Regions from separate parts of the Mus musculus genome. Here all the other regions are linked to region 1. A link is a contact called in public Hi-C, HiChIP or PLAC-seq and promoter capture Hi-C data. All regions are on one chromosome and are shown on one strand. The core of a region is the stretch at or near the end of the contact, and the rest is flanking DNA. Distances in the headings are between cores, read along the strand shown. Region 1 holds the start of Dock10 (dedicator of cytokinesis 10). Region 2 holds the start of Wdfy1 (WD repeat and FYVE domain containing 1). Region 3 holds the start of Serpine2 (serine (or cysteine) peptidase inhibitor, clade E, member 2). Region 4 overlaps Nyap2 (neuronal tyrosine-phophorylated phosphoinositide 3-kinase adaptor 2).

What was found. Promoter capture Hi-C pulls out the DNA fragments that hold promoters and counts their contacts. Hi-C and Micro-C count contacts between places; a contact is called where the count stands out from the background. HiChIP or PLAC-seq counts read pairs in DNA pulled down with a chosen protein or histone mark.
Region 2: a contact with region 1 is called in a Hi-C map of natural killer cells, with 5 times the contacts expected there. The contact joins the promoter of Wdfy1 here to the promoter of Dock10 in region 1. A contact is called at or near these places in 1 of 484 Hi-C or Micro-C datasets (natural killer cells) and 1 of 115 datasets of contacts at active chromatin or transcription factors (bone marrow-derived macrophages).
Region 3: an H3K27ac HiChIP or PLAC-seq map of embryonic stem cells shows a contact between it and region 1, with 2.9 times the contacts expected there. The contact joins the promoter of Serpine2 here to the promoter of Dock10 in region 1. A contact is called at or near these places in 1 of 39 promoter capture datasets (stem cell-derived epiblast-like cells), 1 of 115 datasets of contacts at active chromatin or transcription factors (embryonic stem cells) and 1 of 9 other capture datasets (embryonic stem cells).
Region 4: a promoter capture Hi-C map of second pharyngeal arch cranial neural crest shows a contact between it and region 1, with 5 times the contacts expected there. The contact joins the enhancer-like site here to the promoter of Dock10 in region 1. A contact is called at or near these places in 14 of 39 promoter capture datasets (the 3T3-L1 cell line, 3T3-L1-derived adipocytes, the C10 cell line and 9 more) and 12 of 115 datasets of contacts at active chromatin or transcription factors (bone marrow-derived macrophages, embryonic forebrain, embryonic stem cells and 7 more).

Annotation. Positions count from the first base shown.
Region 1 is chr1:80,756,964-80,759,923 of GRCm38.p6, reverse strand. It overlaps Dock10 (dedicator of cytokinesis 10), which reads left to right and starts at 1,371. Exons shown (of 56, transcript NM_175291.4): 1 at 1,371-1,598. The coding sequence starts at 1,476.
Region 2 is chr1:79,760,386-79,763,345 of GRCm38.p6, reverse strand. Wdfy1 (WD repeat and FYVE domain containing 1) reads left to right here and starts at 1,577. Exons shown (of 12, transcript NM_001111279.1): 1 at 1,577-1,782. The coding sequence starts at 1,646.
Region 3 is chr1:79,857,160-79,860,119 of GRCm38.p6, reverse strand. It overlaps Serpine2 (serine (or cysteine) peptidase inhibitor, clade E, member 2), which reads left to right and starts at 1,455. Exons shown (of 9, transcript NM_009255.4): 1 at 1,455-1,609.
Region 4 is chr1:81,300,481-81,303,440 of GRCm38.p6, reverse strand. The region is part of intron 6 of Nyap2 (neuronal tyrosine-phophorylated phosphoinositide 3-kinase adaptor 2); the gene reads right to left. Among named protein-coding and RNA genes, the nearest start is that of Nyap2, 220 kb to the right of the region's middle. Within about 2 kb of position 1,545, at least 19 of the 459 cell types and tissues checked have an H3K27ac peak or open chromatin away from gene starts, as enhancers often do. A contact at or near this core is called in second pharyngeal arch cranial neural crest, where this site is marked.

The DNA.
Region 1 (2,960 bases), core at 122-2,621:
CCCAGATCTAAGCACAATGCATCCTCTCTTCCTCAAGTTGATTTTAGCCAGAGTATTTCAACACAGCAAAATAAATTCAAACCTGAACTGTTGTACCCAAGACACACTATGACTCATGTTCTGTTACTACAGTCTTTGCTTCTAGACCATTTTTCTTTTCTTGCCATCCTCCTGCCTCAGCACTCAAGTCTTTGACTGCCTCAGACTTCCTGAGCCTTTGAGAGTCGTGCATAATCATGAGTTATTCAGTTATACTATACACCAGACAGTATTCTAAAACAGGGGGGGAAATGGTTACAGTTTGTCAAAAAGTTAAGACAGAGTCACACTGTGTGTAACCCAGATTTTCCTCAAAGAGAGCCTGTTAGCCTACTATGTGAGAAACACCAGGCACACCACAAGCTAAAAAAAATGTTTTTAACTTTAGAAAATCCAGAGGCCACAGATCCACAAAAAGGCCCTTAAGAAATCCAGAATGTCCACACAGCTCTCCCAGGAGCCTTGGTCTTTCACCCACCCACACTGGGCAGAGAACCACCCTGCATGTGACTCCAGATAAGAATTTTAGAATACTTTAATCAGATAGCTCGAGGCAAGGGTGGGGGGGGATTTGATAAGAAAGCAGAAAAATAGACTAAGAACCACCCACCCTGTCCTACTCACCCTACCCTGTAACCCAACAGCAGTTCTTATTCATCCTAATTTCCACCCTGAAATCCCTTACATTACCCAGATAGACACTAGATTTTAATTCAAATTAGTATGCAAAGTTAAGGAGGCATTTGGTAAACCATCCTATATGGTCTTATTTACAAGAGCAGTGTAGCTGGTATAGAGTAGGGACGCAGTTGAGGAAAAATTGGCGGAAGGTGTGAATTCACACCGACTATCCCAAGACCAAGTAAGGAATCTGGGTCCCCTAGAGACTTCAAAGTAAGGGGCCCAGCCACCAGAGGGATCCTTACTTAATAAAACCTCTGACCCACCTCCAAGGGTGCACAGGATACCTAAGATCAACCCTTCTCCACTTCCTAACCTCAGAATGTAGGTCTGATCCTCAAAAAAACGCCAAATCCCCAACCCTCTATGAGCATCGGATTGAGAATAGGGCGGTAAGCAGGTCCCAGCAGAGGCAGCCCGGCATCAGTACCGAGTCGCGGGTGGGCGGCGCGGGTGGAGCCACCCCCACGCGCGTCCCGCTGCAGATGCGCCCTAGCCAGGCAGAGTTGGCCGCGCCGCCCGAGAGGCGCAGAGTTTGCAAAGTCGCCGCGGAGCTTGAGCGGGAGCGAAGGGGGTGGGCAGAGTGGGGGTGCGCGCGAGAAAAACCCGCCTCTTGTGAGTTGAGCGGGGAAGAGGGGGGGAAAGGCTCTGAGTTCCGCTTCCTGAACGGCGGGTGGGTAGAACAGGCTGGCGCGGCCAGGGGACCGGCGGGACACACTCGCTCCGGGGCCGAGGCGCGAGCGGCACGGCCCGCGATGGCCGGGGAGCGGACCCGCAGGTTCACCCGGAGCCTGCTGAGACCGGGACAGGCGGCCGAGCTCCGGCACAGCGCCGCGTCTGCCGCCGCGGTGGCCGTCAGCAGCCGTCAGCAGCAGCGGGTGAGTGCCCTGCGTCCCTCGCGCCACGGCGGGGCTTGCCCAGGGACCCCAGACAGGCCTTGTCGCCAGCCCTGTGAGCCCCTGCACGGGAGCTAGCTTGTCCTCCACCCCGAATTCGCTCCCCCACAGAGCGACCCCGGAGTCACCTCCTCCAAGCAGTGTCACCAAAGAATTAAGGACCAGAGGCGCATTGGGGGACTTTAGGAACGCGGGACGCTTAGATGAGCAGCTGCGTGGGAGAGCGTGTGCCTACGTTTTAAGGGGGGTGGAGGAGGCGGGAATGCATCCAGTCTGGCTCAAGGTGACAGGGTGACAGGGACCTGGGGCGGCGGGTGGGGGCGGGATAAAGGGGTGGGGGGAGCTAAATGGATGGAACCTGTAGATCCACAAGTCTGCGCGCCCCTCTCCTCCCCGTGGAACCTAGAAAAGATGTAGTGAGCTAGCTCTTCAGCCAGACCAAAGCTGAAACCCCCACCTTCTATCTAGTGAGGAAAATCTGCAATTTGCACAGATCTCCCTCCCCCCACAGGCTGGAACCCAACCAGCCACTTTATACTGTTGCAGAAAGAGCTGGGGGAAACTGGGATGAAGGGGACGTGGGTTATTAAGTAGCCAGTGGCTTCTGGTGTGTTTTGAAGCGATTTCACGGGAATCTCCTTCCAGAAGGTTTCCCCTGGTTACTTCCTTGTCGAAATGCCTTCTAAGTATTGGGTGATTTCCGCGGGAAGTCCCTGAGGCAAAAGCCAGCATCAGGTGCCCAAATCATACCCGTGCATCACGAGATATTCATAAATTCCAGTAGGTGTCACACTAAGGGATGAAAGCAGCAAGCAGGGAGCGCACATCAACTGTGGTAGAAATGGGTAGCCCGTAGGGAGTAGCCTTCCAGCAAGAGTGGGGCTCAGCCACGGAGCTCTTGGCCTGACTTTGTTGGACCAGAATCCTCGTTGTGGGTTTCATTTTCCTTTTTTTTGCCAGTAAATACCATTAGGAATTAAACAACCCTATTTAAGAGTGTCAAAGTGTTGCCTTTGCCAGTCACCGAAGAGGAGGGAGCCAGATCTGGTCAGAGCCAGTTCCCACAGCCAGAAGCCTCTCTTAAAGCCAGAGGTCGGGAAGCTGAACAGAGCGGAAGCAAATTGCCTGGCAGAGGGACCAGAGCAGCAAATGCACAGAGGGTGGGGGGTGGGGGTGGGGGATGGGGAAGCCTGGAGTGTGAAAAGAACTGGTAGCCAGGCTGCCCTTTCCTTCCCTTTCCCTCACCACTGGCTGCAATATGCAGCTGCCAGAGACAATTCAACTGTTACCTAATCCCTTGACAGTGCCAGCCTGTGGTTTTGATATCTGTATGCATATTTTTAA
Region 2 (2,960 bases), core at 328-2,827, 1.0 Mb after region 1:
GCATATAGGTAAGGGGTTATTTTCAGGAGCAGAAACGACCCAGAAGACAGTTATATCACCCCAGAGTTCACTTGAGCACAGGTGACAGCTCATGAAAGCTGGAAATCCGGAGCACAATGCACAGCCTGCAAACAGCTTCACAGGTTGGAGAGTGTCATCCTTAGGCAGTTGCCATGTGCTCTTCTAGGACACACAGCCAGCCTCTGCTTCTTCTAGGCACGGCCTTGCCTGATCTCGATTTCTTCCAGGCAGCCAAATAAGTCTGGGCTCCTCCCACGCAGCTGGAAGCTCAGCTTATCTGTCAGTCTCTCAGTCATTTTTATACTTCTACATGCTTAGGGAGGGGCCTAGACTATCCGGTCAGTTTCAGGAACTTCCTCAAGCTATTTTGAGTTGTTCACTTTCGGAGCACCAGAAGCTTCCCCGAGGCAGCAAAGTTTCACCTTCTCTTCGAACACCCTGTGAGCACCCTCTGTCTTACTGAGCTTCCCTCTCAGATGAACTCTTTTAACCTCAGAGAAAACTGCTACCCAACACTCAGAACCTTGTACTTTCTAAGTAAGAATTTTCCCGCTGGATTAGTTACCTTTTTCACTGCTGTGAAGCAAACTACCAGACTAAAGGCAACTGAAGGAAGGAAGGAAGGAAGGGGTTATTTTAGTTCAGGGTTTGTGGGTCAAGAACCCGTGGTTTGTGTGTACTGCAGTTTGGGTAATAGTAGTAACAGCGTGTGTGGGATGAAGGGCTGAAAAGGGAGCTGTGTGAAATTCTGACTGGGTTTCTCGATTATGGCCCTTAAAACATACTATCAGTGTCGTCCAGCCAAAACCCATCAGGAATTCACCTGCAGTTGGACAAGTGAGGTTGGCTGTGTGTTAGCAGAGGGTGCCTCGTGGAGAGGGAGCCATTTGGCATCTGGGTAACACAGCAACTGAAGGATAAGGGTTGGTGCTGGGTGATTTGGAGAAGGTTTAAGGAAAAAGAGCTTTTCTTCGGACAGGAAGTTGGCAGGAAATGGTGGTGTTGAGGGGCGGGCTGAGGTAAATAAAAAATTGTATATTCTAACTGGAGGAGAAAGCTGTAACTGGGGGTGGGGGTGGGGAGATAGTCACAATCTCCTGAACAGAAAAGTGTCCCATTGTGGTAGTTTGCACAATGTTAACAATCATAGAGTAGAATTATGCACAGGCTATGAGCGTTTGGATGATGGTACCAGTCGCAGCTCCCAGGGGGAGCTGCTTGTGAGTTTTTTTTTTTTTTCCACCTTTTAACAAGCCTGAAATTGGGGTGTGTCTTTCAAACAATGGCTTCTTAGGGTGGATGCGGTGCGATACTGTTTGAGGGGCAGGTGCTTGTGTTCTGCTACTGCTCAGCTCAATCCGTTTCCGGGAGAATTATTTGGCTTTTTAACCTTCACCAAGATCCTGTTTTTTGTTGTTGTTTTTGTTTTTGTTTTTTTAGGGTTCCTTCCGGGGTCACAGAATTATAACTGTGCGGCTTCACCAAGTACTACGGGAATCTGCGGCAGTGCTCGCGAGCTTACGGCGGCGTGGAGCACACGCGGCTGGGTTGCCCTAAGCAACCGGCGCGTCCCCGCCCGGCGGTCAGCTGATGGGCCGCCCGCGGGGGAGGCCGCGGCTCGAACATGGCGGCGGAGATCCACTCCAGGCCTCAGAGCAGCCGCCCGGTGCTGCTGAGCAAGATAGAGGGCCACCAGGACGCCGTCACCGCCGCGCTGCTCATCCCCAAGGAGGACGGCGTGATCACCGCTAGCGAGGACAGGTAGAGTCTGGGAGCACGCGGGGGCCGGGGCGTGAGGTGGTGACGACCACGAGGCGTGGGGATCGTGGGGTCCGCGATTCTGCCTCCCTTCTTGTTGTCACCCCGGACGGAGCGGCCACCCTCTCTCCCACGTCCCCGTAGTCCACCGAGATCCTGGTGCCGTCAGGCGGATCTGTCTTACTCCCCTAGTCTGGGACCTATCCCCCTCCGCGCGCCTTTAGTCTTGGGAACCCCAACAGCCCCAGACCGTCCCACTGCGCCCTTTCAGTCCGGAATCAGGTTCTCCAGCGCCCCCTTTATCACGGGACCCCGACCCAGACCCACAGACTCTTCTGTCCCTGGACCCCGTCCTATAGCACCATAAACCACTGACCAACCCTCCAGATCCCCTCCAGTCTCGGGACCCTGTTCCACAATTCATCTCCAGTCTGGGACCCTGATCCACAGGGCTCATCCCACTCAGGACCCACCCATTCTGGGACCCTGGACCTCACACGACCTCTCTAGTCCAAAGTCTTTCTTCAAAGGTCTTTAGTTCCGGACCTTCGCCACACCCTTCTAACCTGGGACCTAGTCCCTCCATCTCCCCATCCTGACAGAACCCCTGTTCCCACCGCTGGCTTGCAGTCCAGGGTTCCCAGTGCACACCCCTGCGAGTCGGTACTCCAGTCCTAGCTTCTAGCTAGCCTCTTGCCCCCGTTGCCGTCCTGTCCCGTGGTGCTGCTCCAACCTTTGCCTCCTGTGTCTTCCTGGCTGGGGCTTACCTGGTGCTCCAGAGTTCCTGTGTTCTCCTGGGACCGTTCCAAGTCCCAGAGGACTAGTAGCTAATTACCTTGGGACCTGGTGCGGCTGTTTATTCCTTACATGGAACCCCACGGGCATTCACCTCTTCCTTCTAATTTGTTTGGGGGCTGAGGTTAGGTTGTATACTTTCCTGTGCTTCTCCTGGCTTCAGGGTCAGTTGTTTGTTTGTTTGTTTGAACCATAGCTGCTAGAACTATCTGAACTCTTACTGACCAAAGAGTTTTCGATTTTTGTACAAAAAGTGATTAGTTAGTTCTTTAAAAGTCCAGATGCACTTATTTTAAAAGGAAAATTTATTTACAAATAAGTAATTTTATTTACAAGTAATTTAGCCCCACAAGTAGGAAACAGAAGGTCATTTACCACAAGACTAA
Region 3 (2,960 bases), core at 206-2,705, 900 kb after region 1:
TCAGTCGAGTGCCTACAACTGTCTCAATCAGCAGTGTCAGCATGAAGATGGTGAGATAGAAGCAGATGCAGAGAAACCAGCAAGCTCTGTGCATCTGCCTTCACTCACACTTCAAACTTGGCTCTCTAGTATAGTGATTCTCAGTCTGTGAGTCATGACCCCTTGAGGGGTCAAATGACCTTTTCACAGAGATCATCCGGAAACACTGATATTTATATGACAACTCATAACAGTAGCAAAGTCACAGTTATGAAGTAAGAAGGAAAATAATAGTGCTATGGGGGGGGGGGGGCGCACCACAACATGAGGAACCATACCTATTAAAGGGCTGCACCATTAGGAAGGTTGAGAACCACTGCTCTAGTAGTTTCTTATCTGCTTCCCCTCCTATCTGTAGCACTGCACCCTAATCCAGTGCCTTGTGCATCTGAGGCAAGCACCCTACCACCTAGCCACACCCTCAGTCCCTAATGCCTTCATCTGGAAAGCTGCTCTCAGTTTTTCAAGTCACACACACACACACACACACACACTCACACACACGGGTGGGGGAGTGTCTGTCATGGACACAGCTGTGTCAGTGTGGTTGCTCAGAGATCTGAGTTGCTCTAGCACTAGGTGCAGTTTATTTCACAGCCCTAAAGAGATTTACGGCTGTTTTTTCTTCATTGGGGCCAAACATGGGGCCTGATAGGGAGGGCGTTGCACCAAAGGCAACAGAGACTACCATGAAAGTCCCTACAAACCTAACCTGAGCAGAGGACTGAAGAATGCAGAAAGGGACACTCAGGTAACAGACCATGGGACATAACAGCCATCTGTTGCTGGCCTTGGGTCTGATAAGGTCTCAGGGGCTGAAGGTGTAGGTTCAAAACACCTGGATCTTCGGAGCTCTGAGAGTACTTCATGCTATCACCACAAGCAAGGGGTCAGTTTTCTGCATGTCCTTGCTTGTCATGTGCCTAGGAATCCCACAGCCAGCTCATCCACTAAGCAGGGATAAGTTGACTCTGGGGCACCTGGAGGACCTGTTCTAGACCTCCACGTCCTAGCTCCGTTATTTCCATCACCTGCAGGATTGCACACTGTCACCCCCCCCCCAACACCCCCAGACGACGCGTCTTGCGTCTCAGGGGCACACCACTGGCTTCTGTGTCGCCCACTCCTCTCCACTCCCCACAGGCTCATCCGGACGATCCACGTGCAGCTCGACCGGGGGTTGGCGCCGCACCTCGAGCCCGGCGCGTCTGGCCGGAGCTTTCTGGGGACCCGAACCCCCCAACCCCCGCGAGAGGGCGGCATCTGGCGACCGCGGGTCGGGCAGGGGGGCGTCCTAAAGTCCCCTGCGGTGCAGAGACGTTGCGGCCGGCTGCCACACAAAGGCGGCGGCGGGAAGGCGGGGCGGGGCGGGCCGGGGGGCGGGGGAGGCAGGAAGGGGCGGGGGCGGCGGCGGCGATAAAGCCCCCGCGCGGCCCGGCCGGCTAGTGCAGTGGTTGCACGGGAGTGCGGGCTGCACGCGTCACCGTCACCGCCGCCTGTCCCCCACCGCCGCGCAGCGCCGATCTCCCTCCCGGTTTCGGCCGCCACCTGGGGATCCAAGCGAGGACGGGTGAGTAGCAGCTGCGGGGTTCCCGCTGCTCGGAGGGGAGCCGGGGACTGTCCCCGGGGCAGCACCGCGACCGGTTGCTGGGGCGGGAACTTTCTCGAACCGCCTCGGGCCCCGCTGCGAGCGCTCCTGGCTCCCGCGTCCCTGTCCCCGAGGGTTTGGGCGTCCAGGTGTGCCGGAGGCTGACGGAACGCTCGCCGAGCTCGGGGTGGGTCCAGCAGGACTGCAAACCGTGACCCTGAACCCGAGGCGACTGGGCACTCACGGGTAGCACCGACCCCACACTTTTCCCGTGCGCGGGTCCCTGTCCCGGGCGACCGGCTCTCACTTGTAACCTTTGCCTGTGCAGTGTGGAGGTGGGCAGCGGTTTGGGGAAGGACTTCAGTTCACACTGGCCTTTGCAACAGGCTTGTCCCTAGGATACAGTAGCAGCTCTTTGCGATTTCTTATTTATTTTCATCATCTGTGGACCAGGGAATTGCGAGGCCGGTGAGTGACTCCAGGTAAGGTGAAAGTACTCAGAAATCCTCGGAGGAATTAGGTATTTAATTTGCCCCCACGATGAGCAGAGAGGGAAAGCTGCTATTACATAAGACAGCACTCCACCTTCAGGTATTAGGGAAGGTGCTGTTGAGGATTTTTAGTGTTTTAATGAACAAAACAGAATCTCCGCGTGTCTCTCCAGAGAAATCTCCAAACGCCGCTGGATCTTGCTTTGACTACTTTGCTGGGAACGTTCTTATATTTAGCATGAACATAAAAAGGTGTTTGAAGGTTTAACTTTTCTCTTTCAAGCCAGGAGGCAGTTTACTTTTCTGAACTGTTCTAGAACAATTGATCTGATCATCTTGTACTTTGGAGATTTTGTATCTGAATGGGAATACAGATAATGGGAGAAATGTCAGCATTACCGATTTGTGTATCTGAAGCACACTTAAAAATTGAAGGTGCTTTGAACACTTTCTGTGGTTCTAAAACAATAATTATACCCTGTTGGCAACATTTAAGCAAAAAAAAAAAAAAAAAAAAAAAAAATCTCAAGAGCTTCGCCACAGATAATGGAACCGTCAACAATGGAGTTTTAGCTGTTTTTTTCAGAGTAGTGTTTGAAATTTTTGTTCAGCTAAGGGTGACTCCTGAAGGTCATGAGCCGATGTCATCGTTCCTTCTTCTTTGAAAGAATCTAGGCAGAAATTTTCTCCCATGAACTTGACAAATTAGCACAGTAAGACAGAAATTGCCGAATCTCTAAAGGATGCTAATTTTCGGCCTCACACATAGGCGACTTGACAGTGGTCAGAGATGGGTTAGGATGGAAGAGTTGCTGCCCTCTTCTAGCCAGTTCTTCTCCCAC
Region 4 (2,960 bases), core at 296-2,795, 540 kb before region 1:
TGTCTAGGACCATAAGCCCGAGGAAGCCCTCCTTCTGTAAGTTGCTTTGGTTATGGTATTTTATCACTATAATAGAAGAGTATTAATGCACTAGCTGAAATATAAGTGGAGAGTATTGTCTCTTTGTTCATCATATACTTCTATACCTTTCCTCTGGGGGGGGGGGAGACTTTCTGCTCTTTATGTCTCTCATGAGTTCTTTCAATAGAGAACACAAGAGTGGAAGTTGAGAGTGATATGACAGAGATAGAGTCACATTGCTAACCTCATTTCACCCTTGGGGATACTAGTCAAAGTTGGGACACTGTTTAGTTGAAGTCCTGTTGCAATTCATACTCCCCTATGCAAATTTCATTTAAGAATGATGAACACAAATATAACACCCAAGAAAATCTGCATGTTTAATAAGCCAATGAGCAAAAGAGAATGTGGAGAGCAGTTGAGAACCGAAGTATGAAGAAGGCAGCTTTGTGTACGGCATGGCTTTAATAAGACAATCTGGGCTTACACCTTAGCACCATGTGACTAGTGTCAGATTTGAATTACAGAGACACTCTGGCTTCAGCTTCCTCACTAATAGACATATTATGACTTCTTACTAGATATGATATTAAGAGCACAAAGTAGATATGATATGAACATGGTAATACAGAATCCTGAGAGCTGTGGCAGTTGCAGGAGGATCACGAGTGCTGCTTAAGATATCTGTTTTGTTTAGCAAGGTGGTTCAACCCGAGGGGTAACGTTTATGTGTCACACAGAATAGAAGGGAACGACTAACGCCCCTTAGTGTTTCTTCAGAAAAGCATGCACCACGGGACCATATTATTCAAATAAAGCAAAAGTTCTCAATGGTGGGTCTCAACTTCTTTGGGGGGTCGCAAATCAGGTATCCTGTGTATCAGATATTTACATTAAAATTTCTCACAGCAGGGAGACTATAGTTATTGAAGTAATAGCAGAATAATTTTATGGTTTGGGGTCACCACAACATGAGGAACTGTACTAAAGGGTTACAGCATTAGGAAAGTAGAGAGGCACTGGAATAAAGTGCAGAACAACTGTGAGCAAGTGTTGTGTACAAACATTTCTTCATATTCTACTGGTCACCTAAGTCGAAGGAAAGCTTACCCAGTAGCTAGAGAGAGCTTCTTCTTTTTCTTTCTTTTTTTTTTTTTTTTGAAACATTCTTAAGCTACTCATTTCAATGACATTAACAGAAGGAAAAAAATCAAGAAGTTATTCTTCCATTTATTGAATTAAGCTCCCCACCCCTGCACTTTAATTTAATTAAAGAAGGGCAATGCTTTTTTTGTTTTTTGTTTTTTGTTTTCTCTCAAGACTCAGGTTGAACAGAGATAATTAAATGAAGGGAAGAAGTCATACAGCCCAATGCAGTTACCTTCATCTATCCATAAAAATGTGCAGCACACAAGGGGCGTTGGATACAGTTGCTCATTTTCCTCACTCAGGAGGTGTGTTTACAAGTAAGACTTTAAAAGCAACCCTGCCTTTGAAGAGCTGGTTGTACTATACATTTCGGTTGCTAGGGGGAGCCATGTATCCACTTTATTTGTTAAAGTTCTCCAAGCAGTGTGGGGCAGGCTTGTTGAAGCCCCATTGGTTTCTGTTGTTAAAGGTGTATTCCACAGAGTGCATGCTGGTGTTTAAAGAAAACAATGTATTTGAATCAGTGATACATCTTAAAGCATATGCTGACCATTCTGACCATAGCATCTTCTTTCTCCTAACCACAAAAGTTGATAGCATCCTAGATAGCTGTAGAATTTCCATTGCATTCATTTGTCATTTAATCTAGATAGGACAATAAATAACAGTAGATGACAGGGGAGCTGAAATGACACTGGTAGTCAGTTTCCACTTACATTTTATCCAAACCACACATGATAAATACAGGACAAGAAAAAGTCACTACCCTAGCAAATTCTGAGTGTTTAATTTCTCACAGGATTACATAGGAATACTGGGGTGAACTAAGTCACCCATCTGCATCCAACTTCTTTGTTACATCAGTGGCCAGAAGTCTCCTCTCAAAATTTTCCAGCAATCCGAAAAATTTGAGTATTTGAGAGAGTAAAATGATGTATGGCAAGAAGAGAAAGAATAAATATTATCCCTAATCCTTTTCATATATAAAAATACATTTATATTTAGTACACAATAATATTATATCAGTTATAATAATATAATTGATATTTTAAATTTGAAATTATATATAATTTATATAATATACTTATATAATATAAATGTATATTATTTTTATATAATATGAATCATATATTTATAATCACACTGATTCTCAACAATACTATTAAACAAATAATACTTCCCATACTCTACAGATAAAAAAACAGGCTCCCTGGAAAAAAGAAGAGTGACGCATTTAAGCGTTTCAGTTCATAACTTCTAGCATCCCATAAGCAAGACACGCTGGACAGCTTGTGTCAGCCAGCTCACACTGGCATTCTCTCTTGCCACATGGGGGAGTAAGAGCACCTGTTTGATATAGAACAGAACAGAAAGGCTCCACCCATGTCCTTGTACATCCTACAGGCAAGAAGCAGAGATAACAATAAACAGCATGGGATCGTCACTGTGAAAACTTCACCTCAGATCCTCCCATAACATCTGTGCCTTTCACACACTAAAGAATATTCTTCAGCTACTTTATAATTTTTCCATTGCCTTAGTTTTGACTTCTGATGATAAGGGTATAAAGGACACATCCAGGTACAGAGAACTAGCAGCTAGCAGACACCCTCAGAGTCCTTTGACCTAAGTGCCACCCCATGGGTTTGAATCTTCTTAGACGGAGTTGTAAATTGCATCAATCTGCCTCATTCCTGGTAGCGATGGAGATGGATAATAAGTGTGTTGGGGACAGGTATGAGTTTGTAGTTTCTGCTCAGTAGCAGATTTCTTGAGATGCTTGTTATGAG